Regions from separate parts of the Sus scrofa genome. Here region 2 is linked to region 1. Evidence: chromatin contacts called from public Hi-C data. All regions are on one chromosome and are shown on one strand. The core of a region is the stretch at or near the end of the contact, and the rest is flanking DNA. Distances in the headings are between cores, read along the strand shown. Region 1 holds the start of PCDH18 (protocadherin-18). Region 2 has its middle 170 kb from the start of PCDH18.

Evidence for each region. A called contact is a pair of places that touch in the nucleus more often than the background predicts.
Region 2: a Hi-C map of subcutaneous adipose tissue shows a contact between it and region 1, with 2.0 times the contacts expected there. The contact joins the enhancer-like site here to the promoter of PCDH18 in region 1. A contact is called at or near these places in 8 of 47 Hi-C or Micro-C datasets (adipocytes, embryonic fibroblasts, fetal skeletal muscle and 5 more) and 1 of 2 datasets of contacts at active chromatin or transcription factors (skeletal muscle).

The regions. Positions count from the first base shown.
Region 1 is chr8:89,319,600-89,325,855 of Sscrofa11.1, forward strand. It overlaps PCDH18 (protocadherin-18), which reads left to right and starts at 1,888. Exons shown (of 4, transcript XM_021101589.1): 1 at 1,888-5,039; 2 at 5,820-5,905; 3 at 5,997-6,160. The coding sequence starts at 2,553.
Region 2 is chr8:89,493,251-89,499,708 of Sscrofa11.1, forward strand. No RefSeq gene overlaps it. Among named protein-coding and RNA genes, the nearest start is that of PCDH18, 170 kb to the left of the region's middle. Within about 2 kb of position 2,656, at least 22 of the 83 cell types and tissues checked have an H3K27ac peak or open chromatin away from gene starts, as enhancers often do. A contact at or near this core is called in fetal skeletal muscle, omental adipose tissue, skeletal muscle and 1 more, where this site is marked.

The DNA of each region.
Region 1 (6,256 bases), core at 638-3,137:
ATCTTAAATATTTCAGTAAGTTACTCTGAATCTTTTTCACAATGATTAATTCTGTTCAAGCTCACTGTCAGAAATTAAATGGAGATTTTTAAGATATTTTTGCTTTTTTAAGCATTAGGAGAAAATGTCTTCTGTATTGAGGTAATCAAATCCATTGCTCTTAGGATTTTGGGGTTTGACTTACCAAGTCTACAAAGAAAACTCTCCTAGAACTAACAAAATTAGATTACCTTTGAATTCTCACCCCAACTTTGAATAGTCACTAATTCCTTTATTTGCTCTTTTGGTGTTTGCAAAGGGGCTCACTAAAGCCTGAATTGATATAATTATTGGCTCAGATTGTTAGAGGTCTAGGCCAGATGGCTATGAGTTTCTAAAGTCCCAGTTGCCTGTGGTAGTTTTCCTAGTTTGCCTATAGGGTTTGGGGATCAGCAATTGAAAGGGCTACAAACTTGTAAAACAGTATTATTCATGGGGGCAGAATGTTCATCAGCGTGACCCAGTACTAAATACATTCATTATAGGCATTTCTATTCTGCACAATTTGCCACACAGCACTGGTTTCTAGAGGGGGGGAGAAAAGACAATGGCTTATAAAATGCCTTTGAATGCTTAAAAAGAAGGAGAGTTCATGCTGAGACTCCTCTGCTTTCTTTTTTGGAAAGAACCTTCTTAGTAACTTTAGCTGAGCTCTGCCGAGAGTAAGCAAAGTGGAAAAATCAGAAAATTACCTTTTTTATGTGTTTCTGGGGGCAAAAGTAGAGAGTGGGAGAAAATAAATGGAAAAAAGTGACAGCGAGATTATGTGAAACTGCAAATATGCAAGTGGATGAAGACAGCTGAGGAATAATGCAAGAGGTATGAAAAAAAGCAGCAAGAATAGAGCCATGATGATAAACTTAAAAGGAATTGCAGAGCAGAAAGAACATCATAAATAATCATATTTTCAAATAAGAATACCATATCAGTTTCTGTGACCTGGATAGAGCACAAACCTCCCATGATATTTCCTTAGCATTTTGATGCACACAAAATGCAATTTTCAGCTCAGGCATTTTATTCTTCAATGTAAACAAGTTTGGGGTTTTTAAAATACATATCCCAAAAGTGTTTTCATAAATAATACATATATTATAAAAATTTGACTTGTAAACTACTGAGTCCATGTTCCCCCAGTATTCATTGTGAAGGCTCACCACGTAAAAATCGTACCTTTTTGTAAACTGGCATGCTTAAAGCATAAGATGTCTTTTACCAAAGGTAAATAGGATTTTTTGAAGTACCGGACAAAGAAATGCCATAGCCAATTTTGCCAAAACTCTGGCAGTGTTATAAGGGAGAACTATATTGCTAATTAGTTTCAAATTCTAAGGTGTTCCTTTAAATCTTGCTAATTAAGAGAAATCAAGAGTGGAAAAGAGCCCTTTTCTTATCTTCAAAGAATAAAGATGAAAGAAAAACAGAAAATGAAACCTCTTTACTTGGTCTGTTTTTTAAAACAGAGCCCCAAGAAAATCTGCTTGTGCTCACAGGATGAGAAAGACCCAAGTATTTACAGAGGGGGAGGGGAAGGAGGCGGGCTGAGAAGCATAATTAGAAGCAAGTTTTCAAATTTTATTAAATTCCTCCACCAACAAAACGCACTTAGAGGTATTTTAAGTTAAACCAGTACTTAAGGACTATGAAAAGCAAGATGATTACATGTTTGTGGAAGAAGAAAGGGCAATTAAGAAAACCAGGACAATTTAAAATGCCATATAAATAAAGGCAACCAGAAGTTGATTTGAAGTTTTTCTTCTGTAATTTGTCTCCCCTTTGTCGTGGCACGCTCAGAGAAAGTGAATGCAGTAGATGGAGAGGAGGAGGAGGGGGAGAGGGGTGGGGGAAAGGAGGAACAGTAAAGGAGCCTCTCCCATCCTCCCCCAGCCCCCACCAGCCCTGCTAGCTCGGCTCGCTCCCGCGCCTCCAGCCCCCGCCCTCCTCCTCCTTCCATCTCTCCCTCTCCCACCCTCCACTCCAGTCCGCCCTGCCCTCGCTTTGGGGACTCCATCAGCTTTTGATTTGGAAGGACGCTGATTGGCTGGAAGCGATTCAACACACGCCGGGCAGGAGAGCTTTGTCTGAGTTGAAGTGAAGTTGTACAGATTTTAGACTGGAGTCAGCAATCACGGGTGTTTAGTCTGCAGCCGAGCGAGAAAGGGAGAAAGAATCGCTCAGGAAAGATCCACCGCAGACTCCGCCAGCACCCTGCAATAGATGGATTCCGACTACACAAGGGGGAAAACGCGGAGGTGACACTCTTTTGCTTGCCAAGAGGACAAACAGCCAAACAAATGCAAGGATTGGACTCCATGCCGGTAATGTCTGGAAGTCGTGACACGGTGTGTATAAAACAAAAGTTTGCGAGCTGTTAATTGCTGTGCTGGGTTATTAAGAGGCGCTTTCAAGTTTCAAGTACCAAATGTAGCTTAGCTTTAAGTTGCCAAAGGAAGTTGAGGGAATTGCTTTGTGGTTTTAACTTGCTCTGTGAGAGGAATCTCATAAACTGACCGATGTACCAAATGAATGCTAAAATGCACTTTAGATTTGTGTTTGCACTCCTGGTTGTATCTTTCAACTCCGATGCACTGGGCAAGAATTTGAAATACAGGATTTATGAGGAGCAGAGGGTTGGATCAGTAATTGCAAGACTATCAGAGGATGTGGCTGATGTTTTAGTTAAGCTGCCTAATCCTTTGACTGTTCGTTTTCGAGCCATGCAAAGGGGAAATTCTCCTTTACTCGTAGTAAATGAGGATAACGGGGAAATCAGCATAGGGGCAAAAATTGACCGTGAACAACTGTGCCAGAAAAACTTGAACTGTTCCATAGAGTTTGATGTGATCACTCTACCCACTGAGCATCTGCAGCTTTTCCATATTGAAGTCGAAGTGCTGGATATTAATGACAATTCTCCCCAGTTTTCAAGATCTCTCATACCGATTGAGATATCAGAGAGTGCGGCAGTTGGGACTCGTATCCCCCTGGACAGTGCTTTTGATCCAGATGTTGGAGAAAATTCCCTCCATACGTACTCTCTCTCCGCCAATGATTTTTTTAATATCGAGGTCCGGACCAGGACTGATGGAGCTAAGTATGCAGAACTCATAGTGGTGAGAGAGCTGGACCGGGAACTAAAGTCAAGCTATGAGCTTCGGCTCACCGCCTCGGACATGGGGGTCCCTCAGAGGTCTGGCTCATCCATACTAAAAATCAGCATTTCAGACTCTAATGACAACAGCCCTGCTTTCGAGCAGCAGTCTTATATAATACAACTCTTAGAAAACTCTCCCGTTGGCACTTTGCTCCTAGATCTGAATGCCACTGATCCAGATGAGGGCGCCAATGGGAAAATTGTCTATTCCTTCAGCAGTCATGTGTCTCCCAAAATTATAGAGACTTTTAAGATTGATTCAGAAAGAGGACATTTGACTCTTTTCAAGCAAGTGGATTATGAAATCACCAAATCCTATGAAATTGATGTTCAGGCTCAAGATTTGGGTCCAAATTCAATCCCGGCTCACTGCAAGATTATAATTAAGGTTGTGGATGTGAACGACAATAAACCTGAGATTAACATAAACTTCATGTCCCCTGGAAAAGAAGAAATATCTTATATTTTTGAAGGGGATCCTATTGACACATTTGTTGCCTTGGTTAGAGTTCAGGACAAGGATTCTGGGCCAAATGGAGAAATAGTTTGTAAGCTTCATGGACATGGTCACTTTAAACTTCAGAAGACGTATGAAAACAATTATTTAATCTTGACGAATGCCACACTGGATAGAGAAAAGAGATCTGAGTACAGTTTGACTGTAATCGCGGAGGACAAGGGGACACCCAGTCTCTCTACAGTAAAACATTTTACTGTTCAAATCAATGATATAAACGACAATCCACCTCACTTCCAGAGAAGTCGATATGAATTTGCAATCTCAGAGAATAACTCGCCAGGGGCATATATCACTACTGTTACAGCCACAGATCCTGATCTTGGAGAAAATGGGCAAGTTACATATACCGTTTTGGAGAGTTTTATCCTGGGAAGTTCCATAACTACATATGTAACCATTGACCCATCTAATGGAGCCATCTATGCCCTCAGAATCTTTGATCATGAGGAAGTGAGTCAGATCACTTTTGTGGTCGAAGCAAGAGATGGTGGAAGTCCAAAGCAACTTGTAAGCAACACCACAGTTGTGCTTACCATCATTGATGAAAATGACAATGTCCCTGTGGTTATAGGGCCTGCACTACGCAATAATACTGCAGAAATCTCCATCCCCAAAGGGGCCGAAAGCGGCTTTCATGTCACAAGAATAAGGGCAATTGACAGAGACTCCGGTGTGAATGCTGAACTCAGCTGCTCCATCATAGCAGGCAATGAGGAGAATATCTTTGTAATGGATCCACGATCATGTGACATCCATACCAACGTAAGCATGGAATCTGTTCCCTATACAGAATGGGAGCTCTCAATTGTCATCCAGGACAAAGGCAATCCTCAGCTGCATACCAAAGTCCTTCTGAAGTGTATGATCTTTGAATATGCAGAGTCAGTGACAAGTACAGCAATGACCTCAGTAAGCCAAGCATCCTTGGATGTCTCCATGATTATCATTATTTCCTTAGGAGCAATTTGTGCAGTGTTGTTGGTTATTATGGTGCTGTTTGCAACTAGGTGTAACCGAGAAAAGAAAGACACTAGATCCTACAACTGCAGGGTAGCAGAATCAACTTACCAGCACCACCCAAAGAGACCCTCCAGGCAGATCCACAAAGGGGATATCACGCTGGTGCCTACAGTAAATGGCACTCTGCCCATCAGATCTCATCACAGGTCATCTCCGTCTTCATCTCCTACCTTAGAAAGAGGGCAGATGGGCAGCCGGCAGAGTCACAACAGTCACCAGTCCCTCAACAGTTTGGTGACAATCTCTTCCAACCATGTGCCAGAGAACTTCTCATTAGAGCTCACCCACGCCACCCCTGCTGTTGAGGTAAGATCACACCCTGCTAATCTGATCACTGACAGAGCCTGCAATTAGTGATCAGAAGTGGTGTATGTGTTAGTTCTTAACAGTTTCCATTCATAAGTAACTATACTAACATCATGTAAATTAAATAGGATGCAAGTTACATCATGTAGGCGCAGCAAGTATACACACCTTAGCACACTGTTTCAAGTTTTTCATAAAGAATTTTTTGCATGTACTTTGTGGAGTATTGAAAAATAAATGTGAAGCCAGCAAAGGACTATCTACTTTGAGTCCCCTCATGCCCAGATTATGATACTTCAAGCCAGAAATAAAGGGGCTCACTTTATTCTCACAGTTATGGTCTCTAAGAAAAATTTAAAAAACTGAGGTCTCCAGGATCCCATTTCAATGCATGTGTATTTGTTCAATTTTTGAAAATTTTCTGACATTAATTTCACTACACGTGTTAGACTGTTCTATTTTACAGCATTCTCCATGCATTTATAACTGATCACTTTAATCTGAACTACAAAATAGAGAAAGCAGTTATTGATAAGGGAATCCTCTTTCAAAAAGAAAGTCAATTGAACAAGAGCTTCCAAATCTCCCTGGGATGTATTTCAGTTCTGTTTGGTAGTCGGCTGTATGGCCTATCATTGTCCAGCATATGCAAATCTTTAAAATGGAGATAATATGTTCAATTAACTAGGATGAAACAGCAACTGTTTTCCTTGCTGAAAGCTTGGGAGTACTGGGGGGTTTGTTTCCAGGAATCTGTACTGTCTATTTGGTTTCCAGCAGGTCTCCCAGCTTCTTTCAATGCTTCACCAGGGACAATATCAGCCAAGGCCAAGTTTTCGAGGAAACAAATATTCCAGGAGCTATAGGTATGAATTACCTTTGTGCTACCTATTAAGCTTCAAATATCATAAATGCTGAAGAGTTAAAAACTATACTTTCCCTGATTTCTCTTTCTAGATATGCCCTTCAAGATATGGACAAATTTAGCTTGAAAGACAGTGGCCGTGGGGACAGTGAAGCAGGAGACAGTGATTATGATCTGGGACGAGATTCTCCAATAGACAGGCTGCTGGGTGAAGGGTTCAGTGACCTGTTTCTTACAGATGGAAGAATTCCAGCAGGTAAGAGAGTAGGGAGAGATAAATCCTTATTTTCAGATCCACTATACCAGTGAAGGGAGCAATTTTTCCCATGCTTCTATTTCTTCTTTGTTCTTG
Region 2 (6,458 bases), core at 1,406-3,905, 170 kb after region 1:
TAGATATATACTCTCTCTCCCTCTCTGTATGTATATTTATTATTATATTAAGGACTAGGCTCATGTGGTTGTGCAAGCTGGAAAATCTAAAATCTGTAGGGCAGGCTGGCAGGCTGGCAGGCTGGAAACTCAGACAGGAGTTTCCATGTTGTATTCTTGAGGCAGAATTTCTTCTTCAAGAAACCTCAATTTTTGCTCTTAAGGTCTTTAACTGATGGGATGAGGCCCAATAATATTATCCTGAGTAATTTCATTTACTTTCCTTTACTTATAGGTATAAGCTACATCTACAAAATACCCTCACACCAACACCTAGATTAGGTTTTGATTAAATAACTGGAAACCACAGTCTTGCCAAGTTGATACATAAAACTGTACCTGGTTATCTGTTTTTATAGTCTGCTTTCTTTTAAAGTGAGATATATTTTAGATAGATATAATACCTAATTATATTCATTAACTCAGTGAATTAATATTTTTATCGATAATAAAATTAATCAATATTAATTAATACAACCAATATGTTAAAAAGAATTTTTTTTGGCCTCAACTGTGGCATGTGGAGGTTCCCAGGCCAGAGATTAAACCCACACCACGGTTGTGGCAATGCCAGATCCTTAACCCCATTGTACCACATGGGAACTTCTAAAATATTATATTTTATATTCACTGATTCAATTATTTTTTATTAAACATTTACTATGCAGTGGGTACTGTGCTTTGTTCTGAGACACATACAGTAAAATATGATATTACCCCTATGCTTGAGAAGTTTAAATTTCAGTGAGATGAAATGTTAAAGCTTGACTTTGTAGACATGCATATATTATCCTCACTATCCTTAGTTTTCAACTTGAGGAAAGCTCAATATGCTTTAGTATATTTTGTTTATTAAATACTACCTAGCAGTTATATGCGCAAAGATCTGTTCTACATCCTCTGCAAAATTTTAAAGCTTAAAAAAGTGCCCTTCCCTCAAAGGGTTTATTATCTCCTGGCTCTTAATTCTATCACTATGTGATATGGGCAAATTACTGTGATTTGAAGTTCAGTTTCCTTATGAATGCAATGGGAATTACACTAACCAATATTTCAGTAAGATATCTTTATGGTCCTAAAATATTATAATTTTCAAGATTCTTTGTATAGAAAATTGTCCTGCAGTGAATAATTCTCCAATTGTAACATCATTTATAATGATTTCATTCAAATTAGGAATTAGTAATTGATGCCTTATATTCAAGTACTGAGCTCTATACATGTTTTCTTTTATGTAGATTCACAGCTAAATTGCCATCATAAAACAATGAAAGTTAACCTCAAAGACTGATGGAGAAAATTACCAATAAGTAGGAAATGTAATGGCCAATAGCAATTACAGGCTTTAACAGTATGTAAACATTAAGTGAATATTACTATTTTGAGCTAGTCAACTGGTTTTGAACTATATATATAAAAAAATGTTATGTGTGACTTGAGGATTTGAAAACCTTTAGTACATATTAAAAATTATAAGTTACAAGTCATATTAGGTTTGGTCTTAAAATTAAAATTTTTTTTTTTTTCTTTTTTTTTTTTCTTTTGTCCTTTTTAGGGCTGCACCCATGGCATATGGAGGTTGCCAGGCTGGGCGTCTAATTGGAGCTATAGCCACTGCCTACACCAGAGCCACAGCAAGGCCAGATCTGGGCCGCATCTGCAACCTTCACCACAGCTCACAGCAACACCGGATCCTTAAACCACTGAGCGAGGCCAGGGATAGAACCCAAAACCTCATGGTTCCTAGTCAGATTCATTTCCTCTGTGCCACAATGGGAACTGCTTCAAATTAAAACTTATTTTTAAAATTTGGCCATTCAAGATCAAAGGAACTTCTGCCTTGTAAACTACATATTACAAGGAAATAACATTTTAATATTGTAAGTGATTCACTCTCATTGTTTGTATTCATTTCCATAAAAACCGATTACACAGGACAAGGGTATTATCATGATGTTATTAGCATGCATGTTCTATGAAATTGAAGAAAAAGATAAACTTTCATATATCCTTTCGTGATGAGAAAAGAGCAAACCTTCCATTCTGTGACTGAACTGCTCACCATTCTCTGTCTGCACCAAAGCTTCATTCTTCATATTTGCTTTCTATTTTCATAGCAATGGGAATGGAATGTGACCCTCAGCACTCAGCCGTTATCCTGCCCTCTGTGGTTGTAGCCTTTGACTCAGGCCTGAGTTCACCATAACTTATTTTTACAAGGATCTTGAGATGCAGCCAGCCCACTTGGCAATATTTACACTCCTACTCAGCTCATTTCAAAATGGGGATTCTCACTGTTTCTCTTTTCAGAGCTTACTAGTTTCAGCATGAAACCTTTTAAAATAAAACTGCTGTTATGTGAATGACTGAAGACAAAATGCATTTTTTCCAACTCCCTGATTTTGTCTTGACTTTTAAGTTCCATAGAGCCCTCTACTTTCCAGTCTTATTCATAAAGCTATTACCCAATCTGGCAATATTTTCTCAAGAAATTTCTGGATAGTACTTTTTTTTTTTTTTTTAATGGAAGCAAATGGTTCACTGTTTACATAAGCTGCACTGTTGAGTAAATCCCTAACATGTGCATCTGGAATTCTTGCCTTCTTTGGTAACAGGTCACTGGAACTGTTTTTGACTATCAGTGAGGCAAAGGGATTATTGCAAGATTTGGGACTGGGGTTCTTTCCTGTCTGACTTTTGCTGTTGGTTTGGTTTTACTGTTTACTATATGCATTTTTTCACTTCAGTCACCCATCCTCCACCGACAGTAAGTGTTTACAATGGTTTGAATTGATGGGCTTCAAATATGTAAGCTTTTCATTTTCTAGTTTTCTGCTTTTAGTGACAATTAATTAATTGTCACATGATGAATTCCATGACTAGGGAAGTTCTAGAAATACATGACAAAACAGAAACTCATCTCACTTGTGCTTATAGCTGACGGTTTGCTTACTGCTTCTAGGGGTTCTCAAACTTGACTTGCCTTCGGAATCACTAGGAAGCCTATTTAAAACTGACTGGATTTCTGAGCCCCACCCAGTTTCTGACTCCATAGTTCTGGGAAGTGGAATTTGAATTCCTAAGTAGTTCTGTGATGGTGCTGCTGCTATTCCTCAGGGGAACACACTTTGGAAATCACATATGCAGAATTTAACAGAATACTGGATTCCAGTCATTTTGTACAAATGAAATAGCAGACTGTCATTTGCTGAAGAGGACACAATGGCATGATATTTAAGAAATAGTTGTGCTCCTCTCCATAAAATAGCCCACTTTCCTTAAGCTTAGCTCTTGCATCTTCCATATAAAACTCGAAGAGATGGTCATATTTCTGACAAACCGTGAAGCTTACCAAAGTCAGTTTTGTTTGCTGTCTCACTTAAAATACAATTCTACTTACAATTGCCTGGAATGGATGAGTGAACTTTTTTTAATGTACATAATACTTTTTGACACTGGGAAATAAAAAGCTATGAAAATAAGGTTGATAAACCAGTAAAGAAGTCTTTTCTTAAATGTCACAATCTGGCAAGAGCAGATAAGGAAAGGGATCATGTGGGGACAATGACAAGAAACCTACAGCCATCAAACCATGTCAGTACTGCACTAGAAAACAAATAGAATTTGAGATAATTCAGAACAAATACTACAAATCAGAGGTGATCCCCAAACCTCCTTTCAGTCTCACACTTTTGAAAGACAACTAAGGAGCACAAAAGGACACAGGGTAACTCCACACTTAATGGTTGACTTTGTGACTTTTCTTTTGTCTTTCTTTTCTTGATCTGAAATTAAATTTGTCTTCAGTAAAAGTTTCCTCTATGGACCATATCATTTCATCTCCAACATAAAATACTCAAGAAGAGACTGAAGCAGAGCAAGGTAAGTTAATTATTGAAATTATGTGTTAATTATGATGAATTATTTCAGAATAATGAAGCAGTGCTTAGCAGATTTTTGTTGTGTCACTATATACTCTGTTCCAAAGGGCTTTGAAAGTATAAAGTGTTATTGGAAAAAGATATTGTCAGATAAAGAGAAAATAAATAATCAGATTCTGATTCACAAATATTATAGTATGATTACTTATTCCATATATGATAGAAAAAATTTTTTACAAACTCCTGCATAATGAGTAGACTACCAATTTTTCTATTTTGACATTAAAATAGGTTACAGGACAAATTTTAATTCTACTTCTGATAGAGATCAGTTAAAATCAATGGCAGCAGATAATGGATTAACTGGAGTTTGTGAAATATAAGATACTACGGTTTAAATATTTTAAAAGTAGTTGTGCAGTTAAAACTATTAATATTGATATCCCTAAGGATTGGGAAAGTGTTGTGTTCAAGAAACTCTTCTAAATACCTTCCATAGATGAAATAATTTAACTTTCCTCTCCACCTCCCAAAAAAGGAGACAATAACAAGGTTTTGCCTTCACATTCAATTGATAAAAACATTTTGTTCCCCCTCCACCCTTGGGCTGCCATTCATAACTTTCAAGGCTGCACAACAGATGGCATCCCAATGAAGTTTGTGGGAGTCAAATAATTTGGCAAACCCATGCAAGTACTAAATGCTGAAGCTAGAATTTGAATCTATATTTACTCTTTTAATTTTTTTTTTTTTTTTTTTTTTTTTTTTGGTCTTTTTGCCTTTTCTTGAGCGCCTCCCGTGGCATATGGAGGTTCCCAGGCTAGGGGTCAAATCAGATCAGTAGCCACCGGCCTATGCCAGAGCCACAGCAACGCAGGATCATGGTTCCTAGTCGGATTTGTTAACCACTGTGCCATGATGGGAACTCCATATAATTACTCTTTTAATTTTTAAAAAAGTTTACATTACTGTAGTTTGTATTTGTGCTTTCAAGAATATTTATACGTCTGAACAAACCTCTCTTTTTGATAACATAACTTTGTGGACAAGTGCCAAAATGGAATTTTATCAAAGTTGTCCTAGGAAGTAAATGCTGTTGAAGAGTTTTGGGGTAGATATAGATCTTTATAGTACAAGTGTATTTGTAAAATACAGAAGCATCCTGCTCAATTTCATGCAAAAACGATCGAGAATAGAGTATTATGGAATTGCAACTGAGGAGGAAATTCAGGGTGATCTTAGTGACAAATTTTTTTCTGAATGTTTGCGAAATAAGAAGAAATAAAGACTCCCTAAAATAGAGACATGGATATCAATTTTTAATGTTTTTCTTTTTATCAAGTATTTTTTGTTGTTCTAAATAGTGAAATAATATTTGCATTTGTATCCTTCTAACTGATTGTTATCCTGAATTCACTACTTTACTTGTCAATAATAAAAAGGGTTTCTAAGAAGACTTGGTCAAAAAAGCTGTTAGTACGAGAATAAACTAGTCTCCTGGAAAGAAAAATTACAGTGATGCTTCTTGAGGAGAGGCTTTTGTCCTGGTGTTGCCATGTTTCTTTCTTCATGTTTTGCAGAAGCTCTGAACCAAATTTCAGCCTCCAGACCCCGGCTAGTAAGGATAGACTGATTATACAGAGAATACTAAGGAGTTCCCGTTGTGGCTCAGTGGTTAACAAACCTGACTAGCATCCATGAGGATACAAGTTCGATCCCTGACCTCGCTCGGTGGGTTAAGGATCCAGCATTGCTGTGAGCTGTGGTGAAGGCTGCAGACGTGGCTCAGATCCAGCTCTGCTGTGGCTGTGATGTAGGCCGGTGGCTACAGCTCTGATTTGACCTTTAGCTGGGAACCTCCATATGCCGTGGGTGTGGCCCTAAGAAGCCAAAAATCCAAAAAGCAAAAAAAAAAAAAAAAAAAAAGGAGAGAGAGAGAGAGAGAACACTTAAAAGCATGTCTATTTTTCTTTTAATTAATTTCAGTGGTATAAGAGAAAAAGAAAAAAGAAGACACATTCAGGTACAAATAATTTATTCAGAAAAGTAGTGGAGAAAATAGAATGGCTTGAAAGTCAAAATATTTGAATCAGCTACAAAAGAAATGTACTGTGTTCCAATAATGGCTAAGAAATAGAAAACTGCTTTAATATAAGTTAATAGTAAAGGTAAACTTTTGCAATAAAAATAAGGTGAAATAAACCTATGTTAATTTAAAATTAGGTGAAAAAGACTGAGAGAATAGAACTATTAACTTCACTATCTTGATTACCATGTAGTGTTGATAATGAGTTGGGTAAAAATCTTCTAATTTATGACATTTTATAAAATATTTTGTTTTAACTGTAACTGAATTGAGAGATCTTATATTCTTTTATAATAAAACGTATATTTATAAGATACTAAATGTAATCTTTGAATAATTTTTAAAAGATATTTTTATATAAACAAATGAAAATATGCAGGTACAAATTGTTTTCTTTCAAAATAACTGTATTATTACTCGCTGCTTAATTCAGTGCCCAGAAATGATTACAT